Regions from separate parts of the Mus musculus genome. Here regions 1, 2 and 4 are each linked to region 3. A link is a contact called in public promoter capture Hi-C data. All regions are on one chromosome and are shown on one strand. The core of a region is the stretch at or near the end of the contact, and the rest is flanking DNA. Distances in the headings are between cores, read along the strand shown. Region 1 holds the start of Phactr2 (phosphatase and actin regulator 2). Region 2 overlaps Phactr2 (phosphatase and actin regulator 2). Region 3 holds the start of Vta1 (vesicle (multivesicular body) trafficking 1). Region 4 holds the start of Stx11 (syntaxin 11).

Region 1 (2,700 bases), core at 18-2,517, 1.2 Mb after region 3:
GGAGTAGTGCCCATTCGCAAACTTTGTTAGCAGGAAAGAGTTAAAGCAAGTCCAGACGATTTCTGCTGACGGTGACAATACCCACCCCACTGCACCCCACCCCCACCCCACCCCCACAGAGTTGCTGTGAGAAAAAAAGCCTTTAACAGCTTGTACTGTGAACAGCGTGACCTAGTTGCTAGGCCCTTTCCGTGTCTGTGTTTTCTAGCTTTCCTCTCTTGGTTCTTGTTTCTCTCTTACCTTAAGCATGGGCTTATTTTCTTGTTAGATGAAATACTCCATACAAATCGAACCTGAGGTATGTGTGAATGTGTGTGTAGGGGGAAGGGGGCGTGGCGTTGTGATGGTTGTGTCCTCCCTTCCCCTCTCTGTCTCCTTCTCTTCCTGCTGCTGTCTATGGTGCCTTTGTGAAGCCCAGCAACGCGCCTCCACTGTCAAGAACTTGCAGAGATGGTCAGCTACTTAGCTTACAGCTTTTCACTTCTGGGCCAGCCTCTACTTGGGGACCTATCTGGGTAACTGATAAAGCTGAGATTTCAATTGGCAAAACCAACGTCCCCTTTGCCAGGCATCCCGGCTGCTCTTCCTTTGGAAAGCATTCACTCAAACCTCACATCTGTGACACGAATTCAGCCCTTAAAAGACTGATCTTTTTAAAAACCACGACCTTTGAGTCTGACCCAGTATACACGGAAGCTCAAGAATGTGGGGCTCTGAGAGACAGAGATGAGCTTTGACAAGGGCAAGAGGCGAATCTTGCAGGGAGGACCAAAGGACCAGACTTCACAAGCGACTCCAGATCTGCCAGGAATCCTCCTGCAAACCCAGTGCCCTTTGGCTCCGGTGTTTTGCACCTGTAAACTACATATGACAGTCATTGGGTCCTAGTCCTATTATATTACAAGACAGCCAGGTGTGTGCACGCCTGTCCCCACCCCTCGGCGACCAAGTGCAAATGAGGCTGTTAACTCTGACCTTGCATCTCAGCTCTGCAGCTGAAACTCCACTTCTCTGAGACCCTTTGGTTGAGCCGCTTTGGGTCAGAGGCGACAGACCCCTGTCTTACAATACAGGAGCCGCGCCTGGGGGTGGGGGTGGGGGGCGGAGCAGCCGGAGCAGCCGGAGCAGGTTCTAGGGCACCGAGCGTGGCAGGCTCGGAGGCCGGTGGCTGTCGCCCGCGGGAGCGAAAGCCGGCTGTAGGCGGCTCCTTCCTGTGCAAACTTTTCTGTGCTCTTCCTCCTCCCGCGCTGCGCCCCGCTGCTTGCGGCCGCCTCCCCGCCCTGCCAGCCGGCCAGGGGCTCCACGCGGGGCCGCGGCGGACAGCGCAGCCCTTTGCGCCGGCTCCACCCTGCCTGAGCTTGCTCCCTCCTGGCGCCTAGAGCGGATGGCGGAAGCCGGCAGGAGTCCTGAGATGTCCCCGGACCAGCCAGCGGGCCAGGAGGCGGCGGCGGCGGAGGCTCTGGACCCCGAACCCGAGGCTCCCGGGCCACCGGTGCCTTCCCTGCGCTGGCTTCCCGGGGATCCGAGTCCCCGTGGCCGCTCCCAGAGCGACCTGTCGTCAGCCTCGAGCCGGGGCCGCCCGCTCAGAGTCCACATCTCCGGCTCAGGTAAGGGTGGCTCTGAATGGCCCGGAGTGGTCCAGGGAGGGCTAACCCCGGCAGGTGAGGATCGCCGTATGGCGATCTTCCCTGGACGTTCGGGAGCAGCCGTGGGGGTTAGGGGACGAGAGCAAGGGCGAAAGCTGTAGTCCCCACATCGCCACCTCCTGCTGGGCTTCAAAGGCTTGGTGTCCCTTGGCTGAGCGGCAGGCGACCGGTGGGTGCGCCCGAGTGGGTGCGCCGCTCTTCTGCGCGGGTGCCCACAGCGCGATTTTCGCGGGTTCCCCTGGACTCCCGCTTGGTTGTGCAGCGCCAGGCGGCACCAGTTTTGGCTTTGGGTCTAGGGCTAATTTGGTTCTTGGGCTATTTGGTCTTTTATGGGACTGTGGTCCTTCGGAAGGGTGTGGTCCCTTCACTTCATGGGTAAGCACAGGGTTTGAAAGGTAACCCTACTCACTCCTACTTCTGAAATAGAGATTTCTTGGAGCGGGTCGGGAGGGGGTTGCTGGTAACAGGATAGGGGAATCCAGTTTCCCTGACTGTGAAAAGCCATAGAGGTGTTATTGAGAGCTAGGCCTGGCTCTGTGTGTGTGTGTGTGTGTCTGCTGTAATGTTCTCTGGAAAGCCTGGGGCCAGTATTGCTGTTGTAGAGAGAAACCTGTGTCCTGTGTCCTCTAAGGACAGGCGACAACTAGGAACTTCACTGAGACCCAATGCTACCCAGGCTGCGGTGAGTGAAGGAGGACAAATTGCTTAACTTTGTCTCAGTGGTCAACGTGGAACGATGGTGATGGTATGGCATATCAAGTGGAGACATTAGGCAGATTGTCGTTATTTAAAATATCCCGAGAACTGGAAAAACTTTTGTCTTTAAGTCCAACAGTTTTCAAGGGTGGTTTTTTGTTTGTTTGTTTATAATTTTCAACATGTGACCGCTGCATGGGAACTAGAGAAGGACGGGGCGCGGGGGGCGGGGGGGGGCATGAGAATGACCAGTTTCAGGAAAACGCTTACTAATGCGAACTGCACCCCCCAACACACATTCCCCTGCGGTGTCTTTCCCCACGTTCTGAGGTCTGGGGTCATGCCTTCCTTGATGATT
Region 2 (2,700 bases), core at 48-2,547, 1.3 Mb after region 3:
TCTAAACCTAAGGTTCAGGTGCAGGTAATGGCTTTGAAATCGGTACTTCATGCTCATAGAGTGACCCCAAGACCTAAAGAGGAAGGTTTTGTTGGTAGTGGGGTTCTTTTTTCCCTGTATTTCTTTAACTTTCAAAATTACAACAAGTTAAGTATTAACTGTTGAGCAGTGAACTTGTGGAGTTTCATGGAGCCTTTCCGGGCTTCCCGTGATAACATCTTATTAAACCACAGCACAATTATCGAAACCAGGAAAGGAACATTGATAAAATACTAAGAGCTAATCTACAGATCTGAGGGAAACGTATCCAATTAGCCACTAATGGCTTTCAGTGATTCTTTCCAGCGTCAGTTACCATGGTGTTAGCCTAACTGGTCTTCCAATTTCTATGGTTTCTTTACATGTCTGGACTGGAATTCTCTTCTGACGACAAACAACCTCTCCTGAGCTCTTTATTCTTCCATTCCCTGATTTTCTTGTATCCACATGAGCTCATGGATATCTATTTTATCCTATATGTTATACCCCATTACTGTTGTATGCATTCTGTTGCCTAAATTGGTGCATCCTCGGCTATTGAGAGTGCCTGCTGCTCCCTGTTGCCAAGCTCCATCACATTTCAAAGCATTTCTTTAATTCTTCAGGTCATTTCTGCTTTCCCTGCCTCTGCCTTGAAATCCGCTATTTTTCACTGCTGTTCTTAATTCCACATTATTTGAATAGTAGGCTTATAACACTATTTATAATCTTGGAAAATTAATGTTTCCAATATGGGAATCTCTGCATAGAAAATATTAGATACTTTTTTTTTTACCACTTTTCATATGGATTATTACTTATCAGTCCACTAATTTATCAAACTGCAACAAGCCTATGCTATTTTATTATATAGGGCAAAAGAAGGGGGGAAGCCATGTAATTAGGATTTTTACAGAACAATCTACCATTATGCTTTCTTGGTTTTGTATTTATGTCTAGTACCTAACACAAAAGTGCATCTTTTAGGCTTTTTAGTGTTTTTAGGTACACACGTGTGTACGTGTGTGTACGTGTGTGTGCGTGTGCGTGTTTCAGTTCAAATGCCTGGGGCTTTTGACAAAAGAGTTTCTTGTCTGATTAAAGATTGTCATTTCTAATATATGATGGGGAGAACCTATTGAAGCAAACAGAGTTTTCAGTTGAATGTAGCTAAGCCAGAGGCCACCCTGCCCCCGACTGTGGTTTTGTGAATGCACACATTCCTCTCTGCTTCCTATTTATTTGCCTTTTGTCCTTTTGGTTAAGTGGACTTGATTTAGGTTTTCTGTGGCTTGCAAATGTGCCTGTGCAAACATTCCCTCTCCAGTTCATCCCACTGTGTTGGTTTGTGGGTTGTGGGTTTTTGTTTGTTTGTTTGTGTTCCTGCCTGTATCCCCACTTGTTTTAGTGCTGAAGTTAATTGCCTGTCTGTTTTCCCTTTGTGCCTCGGAGACCAGACTGTCTTCAACTCTTCCTGCCTTTCTGATCTCTGCATGGGGCACATGATCCCAGCACGGCTTTTTAGCTGAACTCAGAGGCCCGGAGCTGCTCTAACTTGTAAATTTTATTTAATGAACAAGGGGACATTTTGTTTGTTTCAATTAGTGCCAAATAAGTTTCCACTCTCAAGTCACTTTTTCTGAGTCAGGAACCTGGGCACCATCCACCTGGGTTCCCCAAGCCCAGGGCAAGGAAGCCGAAGTCTGCTCTCTCACCTAGAGGCTCTACTTGGGGGAAGCCTGCTTGGAGCTTTCTTAGTCCTGGAGCCAAAGGCTGTGGGTAGAAGAGGTTAGAGGCAGCAGAGACTGTGAATAGGGAACAAGTCCAACTACATGAGCGTCTCACAGCATCCTCAGATGGCCATGAACTCCTGATATCTAGCCAGGCCTGGCTCTGCAGAGGACAAAGCACTTTCGGGTCTGTTTTCTGTGCATCTTAGAAGTTTAGGTTTAAAGCAATTTCCTTTAGCAGTGTAAGTGGGTTTGTATACCAGTCAACATACCAGCACCAGAAACGCAATTAGATTTTAAAATTGTAACTACATTTATTTTTTGTTATGATTGCTTGCATTTTCTGTAGGTTGAATTGCTTACTAGTATTCATAAAATTATTTTCTAGATATCTTAAATTTTTCAAAGTGTTTCTCTATCTCTCTCTTCCTCTGTCTATCTCTCTGTCTCTGTCTCTCCCCCCACCCCGTGTGTGTGTGTGTGTGTGTGTGTGTGTGTGTGTGTGTATGTGTGTGTATGTATGTGTGTGAGTGTGTGTCTGTGTGTGAGTGTGTGTGTGTATGTGTGTCTCTGTGTGTGTGTGTGTATGTGTGTGTATGAGTGTGTGTGTGAATGTGTGTATGTGTGTGTGTTTATGGGTGTGTATGTGTGTGAGTGTGTGTGTGTGTGTGTTGGTAGAAAAGTAGTACTTCTGCATTGGTTGCACTGGAAATGTGGTGTGAATGTTTTAGGGCCATACACTGGCTATTCCAAATGTTTATTTCTGTTCGAGCAGCTGGCCTCATACTGTGTATATACACACACACACACACACACACACACACAGAGAGAGAGAGAGACCCCTCACCTAAAACACAGAAAGTTTTAAGATATCATGGAAAATCTTTTTATGAATATTGGTTAAATAATTGAGTATTTATGAATACTGGTAAGTTTAAATTTAACTATGTGG
Region 3 (2,765 bases), core at 255-2,754:
GTTACTCTGGTGGTAAACCACATAAGGCAAACACTATATACCAATATTGGCGTTGAAAAAACAGGAAAGTTCAGCCGGGCGGTGGTGGGGCACGCCTTTAATCCCAGCACTTGAGAGGCAGAGGCAGGTAGATTTCTGAGTTTGAGGCCAGCCTGGTCTACAAAGTGAGTTCCAAAACAGCCAGGGCTATACAGAGAAACCCTATCTCAAAAAAACAAAACAAAAAACAAACAAACAAATAAAACCCAAACAAAAAGAAAAAAAATACAGGAAAGTTCAAATGAAATGTAAGTCCTTAAGGATGATACTATGCAATGGAGAGGTGGCAATAGATAAATAAATAAATAAATAAATAAATAAATATCACTGCTATAAAGAAAAGGTGGGGTGTGCTATAAAGTCAGAAGTGCAGACTCTCCTGGACTCTATCTTGTCAAGTAGTAAGACAGACTAATACTTTCCTAATGTTCATCATCTTCCTCCACTAATCAACTCGCATAGTTCACTAAAACAAGCACTAGCCATATCAGAGAAAGTATTCAATTCTTATTAGTTCGCATGTGTTTACCTTTCAAGTTTGAAAAGGACTGTCTATTCAGTCCAGTATTTGGACATGCAAATTTTAATCTAGTATTTAAACATAGTGTTTCTCATATAAGAATTTAAAACTTCTAAACTAAAAGCAATGGTTGTTTCCAGTTCCAATCTCCTTTAAGTACATGTTTTCAGTATCTCTTTACAGTTTCTAGAAAGGCTATAACGTGTACTTCTGTGTGTGTGAATGTATAAATTTTTATTTTGTGATCATTTTCTCTGTTAAAACTAATGACACCTCCACCCCCCACTCCACCCCACCCTCCCCCCCCCCCACCAAAAAAAAAAAAAAACCCACTGTGGCCCATCTATATGCATATGTCTGTAATCTCTACTAACTGGGAAGCCCTGGGTAAAGGATTTCAAGTCCAAAGCTTAGTTTGGCAATTTAGTGAGACCCAGTCTCATAAAAATAAAGACAAGGGAGAGAGTGAGGGAGGGAGGGAGGGAGGGAGGGAGGGAGGGAGGGAGGGAGGGAGGGAGGGAGGGAGGGAGGGAAGGGAAGGAAAATTTGAAAGCTGAGAAGGTAGCTTAGTAGTATATACGCTTGCCAGAATATTCCCAACAAAACACACACGCATGAGATAAAGAGAGGGGAGGGGAAGTTTTCCTTTCTCGCAGTTAAAGTCCTTTACGTTATTTTCCCCTTTCTTCTCTTTCATTCATTCCATGCAAACAAACAAACAAAAACAAAAGTTAAATTTAAAACCTCTATCTCCGCTTACCAGCAGAGAGCGCTGGAGCCGTGTGCGACACAGGAGACTCTCATTCTCCAAATAATAACTGCCTTAAACCAGGCAGTAAGTTTGTCTCCTTCGGGCACCCGTCGCGGACAAGCGTCTCAGCAACGGATGCGTGGGTGAGAATTGCCCGCTCGGAGGCGGAAGCGGAAGTATCTGTGACCGGCGAGTAGGAAGTAGCGCTTCCGGGAGTGGAGATGGCCGCGCTGGCCCCTCTGCCGCCGCTGCCCGCGCAGTTTAAGAGCATACAGCACCATTTGAGAACGGCGCAGGAGCATGACAAGCGGGACCCCGTGGTGGCCTACTACTGTGAGTCCCTCCGAGTCCCCGTTCTCCCGCCCGGTTGCGCCCCGCGCCTCCCTCCGCTCTTGAGGCCCGCCCCGCCCCCTGGCTTCAGACCTGAGCCTTGACCTCTGGCTCGGCCAGGAGGACCCCAAGTACTAGACTCCCTCCACACCCGGACCCCCGTCTCTCCAGCTTAGAGCCTCGGACACGCCTCCCGGCTGTTCTTTCTTCTGGGAATGAGAACCTCGATAGTCATAGGTTTCCCAGAGATGGGTGGGAAGGGAGACTAACAGAAAACATAACGAAAGCTGTGCATTAATCACGAGAGCTTTCAGGTCCCTTCCGAAACTCAGACGGTTCAGTGGACAGTGGCTACTACTGAAAATTTGAATTTGACTGTTCTTGACTTGTTTTCCGTACTCCTCATTACCACCAGTAAGAATTTGGAGTCATCCTTTAGCTATCCTGAAAGTTAAGAAGTTTAATGCCAATATTCCTAGTTTGAGATGTATATACTACTGAAGAGGACACAGTTTGAACTCCGTTCAGACATGCAGAGTTGGTGAAGTGGATAGGACTAGTAGTTTTATGTAAACTATGATTTGAATATTATACTCCTATCTTTGTTGCAAGAAATGACTGTACTCTGAGTTTCTAAAGAACTTTCAGAATACAGAAATGATGTGTCCTCTGTTGTGGACATTGTTAGCAAAAATCTGGACCAAGTCAAGCCTTCCCTTGTGGACATGTATGTACCTCATTTCTCAAATGTGCATGGATGTCCCCCTACCACCACCAATAATTGCCATTCTCCACTTGATTTATGATCTGAATTCCCACCTCTTCTGCAAGCCACTCGGTGGCTATACTTCATTTTTATAAAAATCATACCAGTATTGTTCCCACCATTCTTGTTCTTTTGATGATCTTCAAACATATCCTAATTATTGAGCCTTTTTACCTATTGACGAGCATTCCTAAGTACTGGGAAAAAAAAACTAAAACCCAGCTCCTGTGGTCCTAGGACTACTGAGAGGAGGGGCGTTTGAACAGTACGCATTTTATAATTTCAGGAACGGGCATAGAAGTGCCACAGTACTGTAGAGGGGACCTCATTTTCCTGTGTTCAGAAACACATTGCTCAGT
Region 4 (2,700 bases), core at 163-2,662, 1.7 Mb after region 3:
GTGAGCTGGGAGACAGTGCTGTACGCCTTTAATCCAAGTACTTGCAGGTGGATCTCTGAGTTCGAGGCCAGCCTGGTCTACAGAGTGAGTTCCAGGACAGCCAGGACTACACAGAGAAACCCTGACTCAAAAAAACAAAACAAAACAAATGAAAAGCAAAACAAAACAGAAGGCTGGGGCATGGAGGAGAAAGGCCCCAAGGATAAAGTGTTACCTTTACCTGGCTTTAAGTATCTGACCTTGTGTATTGGGTGAACTGTGTGGCTGCTCTGTGTGTGGTAAAAACTACTTTCCGTCTCCTTTCCATACAGTCCTCTGTTGAGGTGAGGAGCAGGCTGGCCCACACTTAGAGTGCAGAGACAAGCTTCTTTTCCATGAAAGTGGAGTTTCTGCTTAAGTTGCCTGAAGTTGCTCTGCCCCGGAGATTTGTCTTTCTGGCCTTACCTGGCCTTACATTAGTAGATCGATTCATCGGTCATTTCACATTAGATGGATAACTTTGGGTTACCGTAACACCTTGTTCCTCAAATTCTTCTGGCGGTGGCTTCCTATCAATGCATATCATCTTTCTTTCTTCCTGTGTTCTTTTTTTAAGATTTATTAAATATTATTTATTATTATATGTAAGTACACTGTAGCTGTGTCTTTCAGATACACCAGAGAAGGGCGTCAGATTTCATTATGGATGTTGTGAGCCACTGTGAGCCACCATGTGGTTGCTGGGATTTGAACTCAGGACCTTTAGAAGAGCAGTCAGCGCTCTTAACCACTGAGCCATCTCTCCAGCCCCTCCTCTCATACTTTCTTTGTTTCTTGATGGCTAGCCTTCTACCTTGTTTGTCCAGCGGTTTCCCACCCCCTAGCCAGAATGCCCCTTTTCTGTTTCTGAGCCCCCAGTAGGGTGCCAGGCAACGAGGACAAGGTCGTGGCAATACTCCTGTGGGTGTCCCACTGACAGCAGGCAGGAAGGGGCTAGTGGAAGGCGGGGCTCAGTGTCTACGTGGTCCACAACCTCGGGTTAGGCAGTCGTGCGGGTCCCCGCTGGCGCAGCCACACCCACGCTCAGAAACGGTTTCTAGTGCCCTAGTTTCGGAACTACTCTGGACTGCAAAAGTCATCCGCGCTGAGGGGTTTTCCCGCGGAAAGTCCGATGGATCCCGCCCCGCCCATCTCTCCATCCCAGAGCAAGGAAGAAGAAAGAGCAAGTTCCCGGGTGGTCCACACCGTCGCCCGCAGCATCTCGGGGTGCACAGGAGGGGAAGAAGGCTCGTGCTTAGGTTCCCAGCAACCCGCAGCGTGGCGACCCCAGTCGGGACGGGAAGCTGCGCGCCTAGCCGAGGGCGTCCCCGGGGCGGGGCCCTGGTCCCCAGCTGTGCAGCCTCAGCGCGGCAGGGGCGGAGCCAGCAGCACCAGACGCGGCCCTGCGGCTCAGGGCTCGGACCCCGGCTGAGAAGCGCAGCCCGGGCCAGCAAGAAGCGGAGGGGGCAGAGCCGCGGGGACACGCCGCGGTGTCCTCCCGGCGTCCGGACGCTGGATCAGCGCCCCGCAGGATCACGGTTCGTTTTGTCCCGCGAGTCTGCTTAGCTCTCTAACTCTTTCGACATCGGGGACCCAGGTTCGGGGTTGGCTGGAGTGGTGGACCGCGCTGGCAGGGATGCTGCGCAGCTGCAGGTGGGTTTGGGGTGTGGTTCCCTCTGTGCCTCTAGGTACCTTCAGGACGAGGCTTTGGGTTTCTCACCTAGAGCCGAGAGCTTTTTTTTTTTTTTTTTTTTTTTTTTTTTTTTTTTTTTTTTTTTTATGTTTAAGAATATAATGCGTTATCAGAAGTGCTTCAGAAATGTAGACTGACTCTGAAGCTTCCTGAGGCAACTTCTGTTTTGAATTTTTGTTGTTTTTATTTAATGGAGGTGTTTTATTCAGTTCGGTCGCCACTTTCTCTAACACATCAGAATGGACACTTCTCCACTTGAACTTGACAGTATGACTCAGGAGCCAGGAAATACAGGAACACTGATACCGCGTTGAAACAGCTCCCACGGAGGATTTGGGGTAGTTTGTTTTAGGAAACCGATCTGATGGCTTTGCTTAGAGAACCACACCACGGAATTCTGTTGGCTTCTTTGGCTCCGCGAACATCAGCTGAGACCTGCGTTTTACTTCCTGTGACTCTCACACTTATTAGAGCCATTTCTCAGCAGAGGGAGGAGCTGTTGTTTCTACACGGGTATCCACAAATGAGTCACAAGTCTACTACAATTGCAAGGCTTTGTTAATACGCTTTTGAAAAGTGAGGTTGGATTCCTGTACTTTGAATAAGACCGAAGATTCAGTCTGGTACTGTCAAACTGGGGCAGGCGGCCTAGGAAGTAACTATTCAAGTTTTCAGTTTCCTAGAGCGCCTGATGGGACAACATGCCAGCTAGGGTCACTAGGCTGATCTGAGATAAACCCTTAAAATCATGTGCTTTCCCACAGAAGCTGAAGAGAAAATTAATTTCTTTATCCAATAACCATTTGGCTGTTGTTTTCACTAGTTGGTAGAAACTGGACATTTAATGAAGTGATTGTAAGTTACTCTGAAATTTAAAATATTTCAGAAAGTTTATTTTTACCAAATTAGTGCCTTAAAAAAAAACATATAGAAGCTTTTGAAGAAAGTAGATGGTTGCTGGAGCCAGACATTAAGATGCTGAGTCTCCC

What was found. Promoter capture Hi-C pulls out the DNA fragments that hold promoters and counts their contacts.
Region 1: a promoter capture Hi-C map of HPC-7-derived erythroid cells shows a contact between it and region 3, with 3 times the contacts expected there. The contact joins the promoter of Phactr2 here to the promoter of Vta1 in region 3. A contact is called at or near these places in 4 of 39 promoter capture datasets (the C10 cell line, HPC-7-derived erythroid cells, hippocampal neurons and 1 more).
Region 2: a promoter capture Hi-C map of pre-B cells shows a contact between it and region 3. The contact joins the enhancer-like site here to the promoter of Vta1 in region 3. A contact is called at or near these places in 8 of 39 promoter capture datasets (the 3T3-L1 cell line, the C10 cell line, the HPC-7 cell line and 4 more).
Region 4: a contact with region 3 is called in a promoter capture Hi-C map of pre-B cells. The contact joins the promoter of Stx11 here to the promoter of Vta1 in region 3. A contact is called at or near these places in 3 of 39 promoter capture datasets (the C10 cell line, liver and pre-B cells) and 1 of 484 Hi-C or Micro-C datasets (pre-B cells).

Annotation. Positions count from the first base shown.
Region 1 is chr10:13,472,963-13,475,662 of GRCm38.p6, reverse strand. It overlaps Phactr2 (phosphatase and actin regulator 2), which reads left to right and starts at 1,267. Exons shown (of 13, transcript NM_001195065.1): 1 at 1,267-1,607. The coding sequence starts at 1,385.
Region 2 is chr10:13,430,903-13,433,602 of GRCm38.p6, reverse strand. The region is part of intron 1 of Phactr2 (phosphatase and actin regulator 2); the gene reads left to right. Among named protein-coding and RNA genes, the nearest start is that of Phactr2, 42 kb to the left of the region's middle. Within about 2 kb of position 1,297, at least 36 of the 459 cell types and tissues checked have an H3K27ac peak or open chromatin away from gene starts, as enhancers often do. A contact at or near this core is called in the HPC-7 cell line and pre-B cells, where this site is marked.
Region 3 is chr10:14,704,228-14,706,992 of GRCm38.p6, reverse strand. Vta1 (vesicle (multivesicular body) trafficking 1) reads left to right here and starts at 1,504. Exons shown (of 8, transcript NM_025418.3): 1 at 1,504-1,643. The coding sequence starts at 1,532. It overlaps 1700016L04Rik (RIKEN cDNA 1700016L04 gene), which reads right to left and starts at 1,384. Exons shown (of 6, transcript NR_045824.1): 1 at 1,320-1,384.
Region 4 is chr10:12,962,971-12,965,670 of GRCm38.p6, reverse strand. It overlaps Stx11 (syntaxin 11), which reads left to right and starts at 1,412. Exons shown (of 3, transcript NM_029075.1): 1 at 1,412-1,671.